Regions from separate parts of the Oryctolagus cuniculus genome. Here region 1 is linked to region 2. A link is a contact called in public Micro-C data. All regions are on one chromosome and are shown on one strand. The core of a region is the stretch at or near the end of the contact, and the rest is flanking DNA. Distances in the headings are between cores, read along the strand shown. Region 1 holds the start of ZBTB39 (zinc finger and BTB domain containing 39). Region 2 holds the start of PRIM1 (DNA primase subunit 1).

The links. Hi-C and Micro-C count contacts between places; a contact is called where the count stands out from the background.
Region 1: a contact with region 2 is called in a Micro-C map of ear pinna, with 5 times the contacts expected there. The contact joins the promoter of ZBTB39 here to the promoter of PRIM1 in region 2. A contact is called at or near these places in 3 of 6 Hi-C or Micro-C datasets (ear pinna, psoas muscle and an unstated tissue).

What each region holds. Positions count from the first base shown.
Region 1 is chr11:59,642,934-59,648,295 of mOryCun1.1, forward strand. It overlaps ZBTB39 (zinc finger and BTB domain containing 39), which reads right to left and starts at 3,451. Exons shown (of 2, transcript XM_070052424.1): 1 at 3,287-3,451; 2 at 1-1,966. The coding sequence starts at 1,923.
Region 2 is chr11:59,493,919-59,499,221 of mOryCun1.1, forward strand. PRIM1 (DNA primase subunit 1) reads right to left here and starts at 2,325. Exons shown (of 13, transcript XM_002720916.5): 1 at 2,129-2,325; 2 at 1,474-1,631. The coding sequence starts at 2,231.

The DNA.
Region 1 (5,362 bases), core at 2,201-4,700, 150 kb after region 2:
GAAGAACTTGTGGCACACCTTGCACTGGTACGGCTTCTCGCCCGTGTGGATGCGCCGGTGGTAGTTGAACTCGCTTGTGTGGGCAAACCTTTTGCCACAGACCTTGCAGCTGTACTTGCTGTTCCCAGGTTGGCCCTGCAGAGCCAGCTCCTCGCTCAGGAACTCCTCGGCCGGCAGCTTCCGCTTCTGCAGAGCTGGGAGCTGCAGCCCAAAGCCGGGCCGTGCGTCAAGGCCACTGTTGCATTTGTGCTGGCTCACGTGGTAGCGATAGGCGGCCTCCGACTTGAAGCTCTGGCTGCACAGGTGGCAGCGGAAGAGGGCGTCTTCCAGGCTTTGGTGTACGGCCATGTGCTTCTCCAGCAGGTGCCAGTCCACAAAGCTGTTGGCACAGACGGAGCAGGAGAAGACGGAGATGCCCAGGTGGGAGAGCGTGTGCCACATGAGGCTGCACAGGTTGAGGTGGCGCTGGTCGCAGACACTGCAGGCCTGGCCCTTCAAGTTCAGGTGGTCGAGGATGTGGCCCCGGACCACGTGGAAATCTTTGGCCAATGCTTTCCCACAGGCAGCGCACTTCAGCTCCGGGCAGGCTGTCCCTGGAAACAGACCCAGCTTCCCGGGCAGGGGGTCGTTGGGGTGCACGATGACATTGTTCTCAAAGATCCCGTCCCGCCGGTGGAGGGTCAGCTGCCACTGGGTAAAGAATTTCGTTTCACACATGTCGCAGGAGAAGAGGAAAATGCCGATGTGGGACAGCACGTGGGTCACCCGGGAGTTCCGGTCCTGGAAGTGGGTCTCGCAAACCTTGCAGTTGCCTGTCAGCAGGTCCACGTGGTCCCGGGCGTGCTGCCGGATCAGCTGGATGTTGGGCTCTAGAACCTTCTTGCACACCTGGCAGGGCATGGCCTTGCTCTCGCGGCTGTCACTCTCGCCGAAGGTCAGCTCGTCCTCGCTGTCGTCGCTCAGCTCGATCACCTCCTCCGGGGCCCCGATCTCTTCGGTGGGGTCTTCAAACTGCAGCTCGTCATCCCCCAGGTCCTCGAGCTGCAGCTCGTCCACCTGCCCGAAGCCCGGCTCTCTGGAGTGGTCGCTGCTGCTCACACAGGAGTTGGCCCCCGTGGTGACGTCCACTGCGTTGTCGGAGGTGAAGAAGCTGTTCCTGCCGAAGTCTCCGTTGCTCTGAACTTTGTACGGCTGGCAGGAGCTCGCGCTGGCCTGGATGCCTGTGCTGACGGTGCCCAGGGCTGGCTGGCCCACCACACTGGGCACGGACGGGAAGGCAGCAGGAGCATCGTGGTCTTCTGTCTTTGGTGGCAGCGGCGGCTGCGACAGAGGCAGGCCGTGGCCGGTGTCGCCGGCGACGCTCCTCTCCTCCTCTTTGTAGCTTCCGCCGGCATCGCTGGGCAACGCGTAGCTTCTGTCGGGGACGAAGTGCTCCCCACCGCTGCGGAGTTCGCCGAGCGGGTGGGCAGGTTCGGCTGAGGGGCAACTCAGGGCCGCAGGGTGACTGTCCCCGGGGCCGGTGAGGGGCTTGGCCACGGCAGTGCTCTCCAGGTCAGGGAAGGTGGAGTGGCAGGCCCGGAGGAGGTCCTCCATGCCCAGGCGCTCGGCCACCTCATAGATGACCCCCACGTTGATGAGGTCCGTGAAGAGCTCCGACGTGTAGACGAAGCTCAGGATCTTCTCGAAGTTGGCGGGGGTGATGAAGTCCACCACGTAGGTCCTGGCGGCGTCAAGTCCGGCATTCAGGAAGAGGTTCTGGAAGTAGCCGGCCGCGCAGGCCAGCACGGCCTTGTGGGCCGGGAAGGAGCGGCTCCCCACCACGATGGTGACATCGCACATGGTCTCCGAGAGCCGGCACTTGTTGAGTTCCTTCAGCAGGTTGTTGGGGTGGTTGGTGCTTTGCAGTTTGATCCTCATGCCCATCTTAGCAGCTCCGATGACGGCGCCTCCTTCTCAGCCGCTTGATCTGTGGGTAGCCAGAGACAGAGACGGATGAGCCTTCTGCTCTGCGGAAGACACCACCACTCCGAGCAGGAGTGAAGGGCCCTGGAGGGCCAGACAGTGGCCCCGCCCCCTGCATGCACCGTCACCATACCACGTTTCCCAGAGGACCGCAAAAGACCTGGTGGCTTGGTCTCAAGAGACAGGCAGAGGGGTCGCAGGCCTGGCCGGGTGGGAAACTTGCACCCTGGAGCCGAGTGGGAGCGTTCGCTCCGACACAACCCCACGCTTCGTTAGCAGAGCGCCTGGCCCAGACTGTTCTCTGCCTCCTTTCCTCCCAGGAGCAAACTTGCGCGTCTCGGCAAGTACACTCTCTTCCCTCCCAAGGCCAAACACCATACACAGCCCCGAACGCAACGACCAAGGCTCCCTCAGCTCCCTAGGAAAAGATAAGCCTTCTCTGCCTCCTTCCAGCCCCTAAATAAATCTCATTCCTGAATGCCCCCCTCTCCTGGCCTCTGACACCCAGAGGCTGCTTATTCTGCAAACACGGCGACCCCAGGGCAGGAAAGCACGGGGGGGGGGGGGGGGGGGCTGTGCCTTTTTCTCCTGCTCACTGCCTCTTCAGGGGTACACGGGCCAGGTCCCCGGGAGAAAGACGCCCACTGCACACACAGGTAAGCCTCCTGGAGGCGCGGTCCACACCGCCTTCCCCGCCCTGGACTCCTGCAGCCCAAGGAAGAAAGGCCCACCACATTCCTGTCCCCTCGTCCGTCTCCCGCCTCGCCCCGCGCAGCACGGCCCCCCGTCTCCGGCTCTCCCGAGTCTACCAACAACTCCCAACTTTTCCTGGAGCCCAGGAAGCTCCGCAGTGTCGCTGGGTACCGGCCTGGCAGCTCCCGGGCCTGGCGGCCACTCAATGGCCGGCGAGTCGGGGGCACTGGCGGCCGCCGGGCGGGGAGGGTCGCAACTTCCCAAGAAGGGCGCCCCAACAAGCCGGCGGCGCCGCGGTCTCCCCTGCCCTGTGGGGGTCGGACGCGGGAGGGAAGGGCGTTGGATCGGGCTGGGGCGCTCAGGCTCCGGGCGGGCACCGAGCGCCTCGGCCCCTCCAAGACAGCAGCGGGTTCATCCGGGCGACCCCGCGCAGGGGGGCGAGGGCGCGGGGCCGACAGGGCCCCAGGGAGCGGCGGCGGGGTCGGCCGGGGCAGGCCGGGGTCCGCGCGCCGGCGGGCAGGAGGGGTCCGGCCGCGGGGACGGGCAGGAGGGAGCCCAGCGAGAGCGAGGGGAAAAGGCCGGGCCGGGGTCGGGCCTCGGCCAGGGCAGCCCTCGGCCCGGCCGCGCTTACCCGGCTCCGCGGGCCCCGAGCACCATCGCCGCCGCCGCCTCACACAAAGGCCCCGGCCCGCTGTGCCCGGCCCGACGAGGAGGCGGCGCCGCTGGCCGCGGCCAGACTCTCCATCCGCCGCGCCGCTCGCCGCGCCGGCCCGGGCCGCCCCCGCCGCCCGGCCCGCAGCGCCCCCCGCCGTCCCGGAGGAGGCAGCGCCCCCCGCCGCCCGGCCCGCAGCGCCCCCCGCCGCCCGGGAGGAGGCAGCGCCCCCCGACGGCGGGGCGGGCGCGAGGCCCCGCGGGGGGCGGTCCCGACGCGGCCAGGCTTGGCTTTTGCGAGCTTGGACCTCGGTGCTGAGGCCCAGTCTTCCCGCGCCCTGGTGCCCGGGAGGTGAAATCCCCTCTCCAAAGCCCCAGGCTGCCCTGTGACGCGTCTCATCGTTCCGGAAGCTCCTTCTCAAACGTCCGCTGCTGCAGTTTGAGTGGTCAGCTTGCTGATTAAGTTAGGCCGCGCGGACTCTCTCTCCGCTCTTAGCGCGCTGGCTGGCTGGCTGGGAGGTCAGGTGCGCAGTGTGAATGTGAGCCAAGGAATGCAGGTGCGCACTGGCAGACCCTCCCTCCGGAGGGTCCACTGCGGCTGCCCCCCATCCGAGATGGCCCAGTGGGGGAAGTCACAGGATGCCCCTGCACCGTGGCCGCCCCGCCTGCTTCCCGAAGCCTGAGCACTCCATCATCTCTCTGCCTCCAGGGCTCCTGTCCAAGAATTGCTATCAAACCAAAACTGCCTGACCTGCTTGCCTCCGCTCCTTCCAGGGACAGCAGGAGTCCCCGTGACCCGCCTCCCCCGCCCCCTTTATTTGAACCTCTCTTCCTGCAACCGCAGGCACTGCCACAAGCCGGCCCAGAGCCCCAGGGTAGGCACACAATTGAGACAGGACTTCCTTGCAGGATAAACGCGAGGGAGGGGCGCATGGGATGCTGCCAACTGACTGCTGCCCGTGTGGCTGCTCAGCAATGGTCAAGTCTCTGGATGAGTTCGAAAGATTGTGGGTCCTCCTCTCCACTCCTCATTAGCCAGTGGGCAGTACCGCACGCTGGCCAACATCCGCTTGTTAGCTAGAGGACGTGGAAACAGCCACACAAGCTGCTCTTGTAGGTTGCGGGCAGGGAATCCCACACACGAAAGTGTTCTTACAGACAGGCCAGCCTTCCAGCTGGGCAGTGGGGTCATGCCCCCCCCTGCACCGGGAGTGGACATCACACAGCCAGCAGGCCCGAGACCTCCAGCACAACACCGAGGTGCCAGATGGAAGGGGCTTGGCCTGTTCACTCTTGCTAACCAGCTGCCGTGGCTGTCTCTGGAGCATGGACCCTGGTACCTCGGGCCAGCAAACCACCTGAAGTGTGCAGATAACATGTATACTGTTAGACTGAGGTTTTTAAAAAGTGAATCACGGGGCTGGCCTTGTGGCACAGTGGGTTGAACTGCTGCATCCCACACCAGCATCCCACATGAACTCCAGTTCCAGTCCCAGCTGCTCCACTGCCCATCCAGCTCCCTGCTAATGTGCCTGCTCCACTGCCCATCCAGCTCCCTGCTAATGTGCCTGCTCCACTGCCCATCCAGCTCCCTGCTAATGTGCCTGCTCCACTGCCCATCCAGCTCCCTGCTAATGTGCCTGGGAAAGCGGTAGAAGATGGCCTCCTGCCACCCATGTGAAGACCTGGATAGAGTTCCGGGCTCCTGGCTTCAGTCTGGCCCAGCTCTGGCCATTGTAGCCATTTGGGGAGAAAGCCAGCAGATGGGAGATCTCTGTCTCTCCACCTCTCTCTCTCTCTCCCTCTCTCTCTCTGCCTTTCAAATGAATACATAAATAAAATCTTTTTTTAAAAAATAGCTGGGGCCAGTGTCCTGGTCTAGCTGGTAAAGCTGATGCCTGTGAGGCCAGCATCCCATAAGGGCGCCAGTTCATGTCCCAGCTGCTCCACTTCCGATCCAGCTCCCTGCTATTGGCCTGGGAAAACAGCGGAGGATGGCCAAGTCCTTGGACCCCTGCAGCCACGTGGGAGACCTTCTGATGAAACTCCTGGCTCC
Region 2 (5,303 bases), core at 1,075-3,574:
TAAAACTGCCACTGGGATAGGTTGTGGTACAGCGGGTCAAGCTGCAGCATGGACGTCTGCATCCCATACTGGAGTGCTGGTTCCAGTCCTGGCACCTCTGCTCCAATTCCAGCTCCCTGCTTATGCATACCCTGGGAGTCAGCAGGTGATGGCTTAAGTAGTTGGGACCCTGCCCACATGGGAGACTCAGAATGAGTTCTGGGCTCCTGGCTTTGACCTGGCACAGCCCTGACTGTTGTGGGAGGAAACCAGTAGAGTAAACCAGTTTTTCTTTCTACATTTTATTAAAAGATTAAACAACAAAAAATACAGATTAAAAAACAATCATACACACACACACACACACAAACCTGCGTATGCACTGAATATGTGGACTTTTTGCATTATTCCCTAAACAATACAATTATTTATAAAGCATTTATACTATAGTTGGTATTATAAATAATCTAGAGATGATTTAAAGTATGCAGGAGAACATGTGTAGGTTATATGCAAACATTATGCCATTTTACGTAAGACAATAGAGTATCCAGGGATTTTAACGTCTGCAGGAGGTTCTGCAACTAACCTCCCACAGACATGGATAACCGTATAACACGTAAAAAACTTAATAAAGAAGCTATTATCCTATGTATATGCTTAAGGAGGGGAATGAAGAAAATTTTAATTTGCTCATTCATTTACCAAATGCTTATGGTGTACTCTTTCTGGTGGGTGTTATTCTAGGCACTCAGGATGGTCCAGTGACAGGATGAAGAAGGTCTCACTGAGAAGGGGCTATGTGGGTCAGACTGGAAGGAGGTGGGCGAATAAACCAAGTGGTGATCTGGGGAAATGGGTTGTTGGCAGTGGAAATGCCCTGAGCAAGGGCCAGTGTGCCAGGAGGGGCGTGAGGAGAGGAGAGAGAGGAGCTATCTAGTCTGAGTGAAACGGGGGGGTGGACGAGACGTGGTGGTTTTGAGCAGAAAATCTGAAAATCTGCGTTGGTTTAGGAGGACCAGGGACACTGTGGCTGCTGTGCTGACAGCGGCCTCTAGTCTCCAGGGACCCCCTGGGAGGAGGATTTTATAGTAGTGCAAGTGAGAGGAATGATGTTGGCAGCGGTAGCTGGACTTCAGGTGTCTACCACGGCCAGGTCAAAGGGACTGGAATGGGTACAAGTGTGAGAGATGATCGAAAACACCTCCAGTGCTGGAAGCGAAGGCTTCTTTTATGAGTATTGCCTGCTCTTAAACCACACGACCTCCCCAGTCCGATTTTCAACCAGATAACTCAATTTTTTGTCCCAGTGAGAATGCAAGCAAATCACTTCCAGAAGATTTCCAGTCAGCAACACAGCAAGCCAAAGCACACAAACAGGCTACAGCCGCGGCTCTCCACACTCTAGAACAAACTTAATCTAAAAACGCTGGGCGCGTCGACCCATTCTTGGTTTACAAAACAAAGCCACAAAACACAGAAGAGCTCTCTTACTCTGTGGGAATACACTGCGCCTATATCAATCTTGTATGGGTTCATTTTCTGCATCTCCTTTTCCAGGTCATTCTGGTTGTTGAAGGACTGGTAGCGAATGTAAATATCATCTTTCAAAGTGAACGAAAATTCACGGTGCTGGAAGTAATTCTTTACCACTGCAAAACAAGTGCGCATTTTAGTCAATTCGGTGCTGCAGTCAGCTCTGGATATTATGACATCAATCCATCAGAAGATGCCCCACAATGTGTTAGGGGTGAAAAAAAAAAAAAAAAAGACAGGACCTAGTCCCTAATTTGAAGAGGTTTACCATCCCACATTTACGAGGGATAAGCGATATTAAAACTTGTAATGTCACTTCTCTCTCCTCGGTGGGCACGAATAAATTCCGCTGCACTTCCCCAGGAGGCGCGCCTCCGTCCCGGGCAGATCACGCCTCCGCAGTTTCCTGCTGCGACCCGGTAACGCGCTCCCGCCGTGCGCCCGACCACGTAGGGGTCGCCAGCTGCTCACACCCGGGATGGGAGTTCGGGGGCGCCCACTGCAGAGCGGTGGGAAGGCTCCGGCGCGACGCTCGGCGCGCAGGCGGCACATTATGGTCGTTCTAAGACCCCCGCTTGCAACCAATTCCCGCCCCGCCGCCCGCCTCCATCACCTCCGCCATAGTTGAGCCAGCGGTAATACTGCGCGTAGGGGAACAGCCTCCGGTAATAAAGCTTAAGCAGCTCGGGCAGCTCGGCTGGGTCAAACGACTCCATGAGCGCAGAACCAGGTCCAGGCAGGGTTACCGCAAGAATTGGCGGGAACGGCACGACCCGAGCGCCCACTACTGCGCAGGCGCGTTGGGCCGCGTCCCCGCGACGCTGGGGCTGCTGGGAATTGTAGTTCCTGCTTAGGGTTGGCCTAGGCCACGGGAGCACTAGGGGCACCGCTGTTGTGGTCCCTGTCTATTCTGGAAGGATCCCCGGAGACACGAGGCTGGAAACGTTCTGACTTAGGGAATGAAGTGAAAAAGATGTTCCATGCTAACCTTATGGCTGTTTAGAAGTAACATATCATTTAAAAAAATATATTATTAGCTTGTTTGTGTACAAAGATGGGCTTTTTTTCATTTTAAGATTTATTTATTTATTTGAGAGGCTGAGTTATAGACATTGAGAGGGAAAGACAGGGGACCAAGTATCCTGTCACTTGAAAATCATCATCTGATGGGGCCGGCGCTGTGGCGCAGCAGGTTAAAGCTCTGGCCTGAAGTGCCTGCATCCCATATGGGCAGTGGCTCTAGTCCTGGCTGCTCCACTTCCGATCCAGCTCTCTGCTATGGCTTGGGAAAGCAGTAGGAGATGGCCCACCACGTGGGAGACCTGGAAGAAGCTCCTGGCTCCTGGCTTCAGATTGGCACAGCTCTGGCTGTTGAGGCCATCTGATGAGTGAACTAACGAATAGAAGACCCCTCTCTCTCTCTGTAACTCTGCCTTTCAAATAAATAAAATAAATCTTAAAAAAAAGAAAACCATCATCTGAATAAATTTTATTTTTTACAATAATAGTAGGAAAGGAAGGAAAGACTAGACTCTCTAGTCAGCTGCTAATTAGTCTAATTCAGAAAATGAACTGGTTTCCTCGTGCCTGTGGGCAAAGTAGTAAAAAAATGGGCTCTAGGTATATCAGACCTATTTGAATATTCCTAGAGATCTGGCTTCCTATGCAAAACTTGGTTGATTTTATTTGTTTTTAAAGATTTATATATTTAATTGAAAGAGTTACAGGGAGAGAGAGAGATTCCATCTGCTGGTTTACTCCCCAAATGGTCACAATGGCTAGAGCTGGGCCACTCCTAAGCCAGGAGCCAGGAACTTCTTCCAGGTCTCCCACATAGGTGCAGGGACCCAAGCACTTGGGCCATCCTCTGCTGCTTTCCCAGGTGCATTAGCAGGGAGCTGGATTGAAAGTGGAGCAGCCGGGACTCAAACCAGTACCCATATGGGATGCGTGCATTGCACGTGGTGGTTTGACCCACTCTGGCACAACAGCAGTCCCTATTTTTTAAGTAATTTAAAAAATTATTTGCATCTACTTGAAAGGGAGATGAGAGAGACAAAGAGAGAGATCTTCCACTTGCTGGTTCACTCCCCAAATGCTAGGGATAGGCCAGGCTGAAGCCAGGAGCCTGAAACTTCATTTGGGACTCCCATGTGTGTAGCAGGGGCCCCAGCACTTGAACCACCACCCCCTGCTTCTCAGAATGCATTAGTGGGAAGCTGGACCAAAGCAGAGGAGCCGGACCTTGAACTGACACTCTGATACGGGATGTGGGTGTTACAAGCGGTGGCTTAATCGCCTGTGCCACAGCTTCCACCCCTACTGTCATTTTCCATGAACTTTTTGAAGTGCTCCCATAATGCAGAAAATTTCAGTAACATGAATGACATCACAGAGCTAGTATGTGGCAGAGGCATGAAGCAGAGAATCAGATAGCCTGGCTTCCAGAGTCTTTATGTTTAACTCCTAAGCTGTATGCTGCTGTATCTTTCTACAAGAGGTTGTTGTGAGGGTTACATTGGATAAACTAAGGAGTATGTGGTACACAGTCCAAAGTCCAGAGCCACACAAGACAAGGTTCTTTAAAGATGCTTTGGTGTGGAGACCTTTATATTGCTTCTCAGCCCTTTGGCTAAGATCAACTGTAGAGACCTTTATCCCAAGTGCCACTAGGAGGCGGTGTTGCCATTCAGATAATTTCCCCTTGTGCTTTTATCCACAGTGATACAAAACCCTTTTCTCCATCAAGTCTTACGGCTTCTGGTTAGCCCACGCTCTTCAACCTTTTTGGACTTGCCTATCAGCCCAGATCTCTCTCCCTAAGTTCTTTGCAGGCTTGGAACCTACTCATGGACCTCCCTTGCCATTCAACTCTAACGTTATTCTGGGTGTTTTTAGCATCTAAAAGGATGATCTATTTTGTGAAGATGACTCATCAGTCACTCTTTCATTCTTTCACTTATTTCGCAAATAGTTAATGAACGTATTGCCATGGTTAATTTTATGTGTCCCCTGGACTAGGAACACCTAAACTATAGGTAAAGCGTTGCATCTGTGTTTGTAAGGAGACTGGCACAGGAATCTATGGACCAAGAGGACATCTCACCTCACTGTGGGCCGGCCCCAGGCAATCAGCTGGGGACCTGGATAGAACGAATGAGGCAAAGGGAAGGTGGTTTCCACTCTCTAGGAATAGGGTCACTCTTCTGCTCCTGGACATGAGAATTCCAGGCTTGCCAGGCCTTCCCTGGCCTTTGGACTTGGAGTTGGGCAGCCACCAGAGTCCCTGGCATGGGACTTCTTCCCACCCCACCCCTATCGTCCATGGTGTGACACAGTTCCCCTAATAAATCCCTTCTCATATATCGCAGTCTATAGCTGTATGAAGGTACTTCAAACAAATTTGTGGAAAAATGGATTAAAAAATAAATTAATTTTGGTGCAAAAAATTTTGAAACCTGTGCATATGAGATGGTTTTTAAACATTCATGAAAAATGTATGTATGTGGATTTCTAAATTTTTTTTGCACCAAAATAAGTTTATCTTTTAATTTTATTTTTCACAAACTTTGTGAAGTACTCATATATATGTGTGTGTGTGTGTATAAATGCACACGCACACACACACATATGTACATGAGAATCTTGACCAATATCGTACGTGTTGGACACTTAGGTAGAATCTAGGGAGAAAAAAAAAACTAATGAATGGCTTCTGCTTCCAAGAAAGCAGTTTTTTTGTTGGGGCAATAGACACAAATAAAAAAGTATAATAAGGGCCAGTGCTG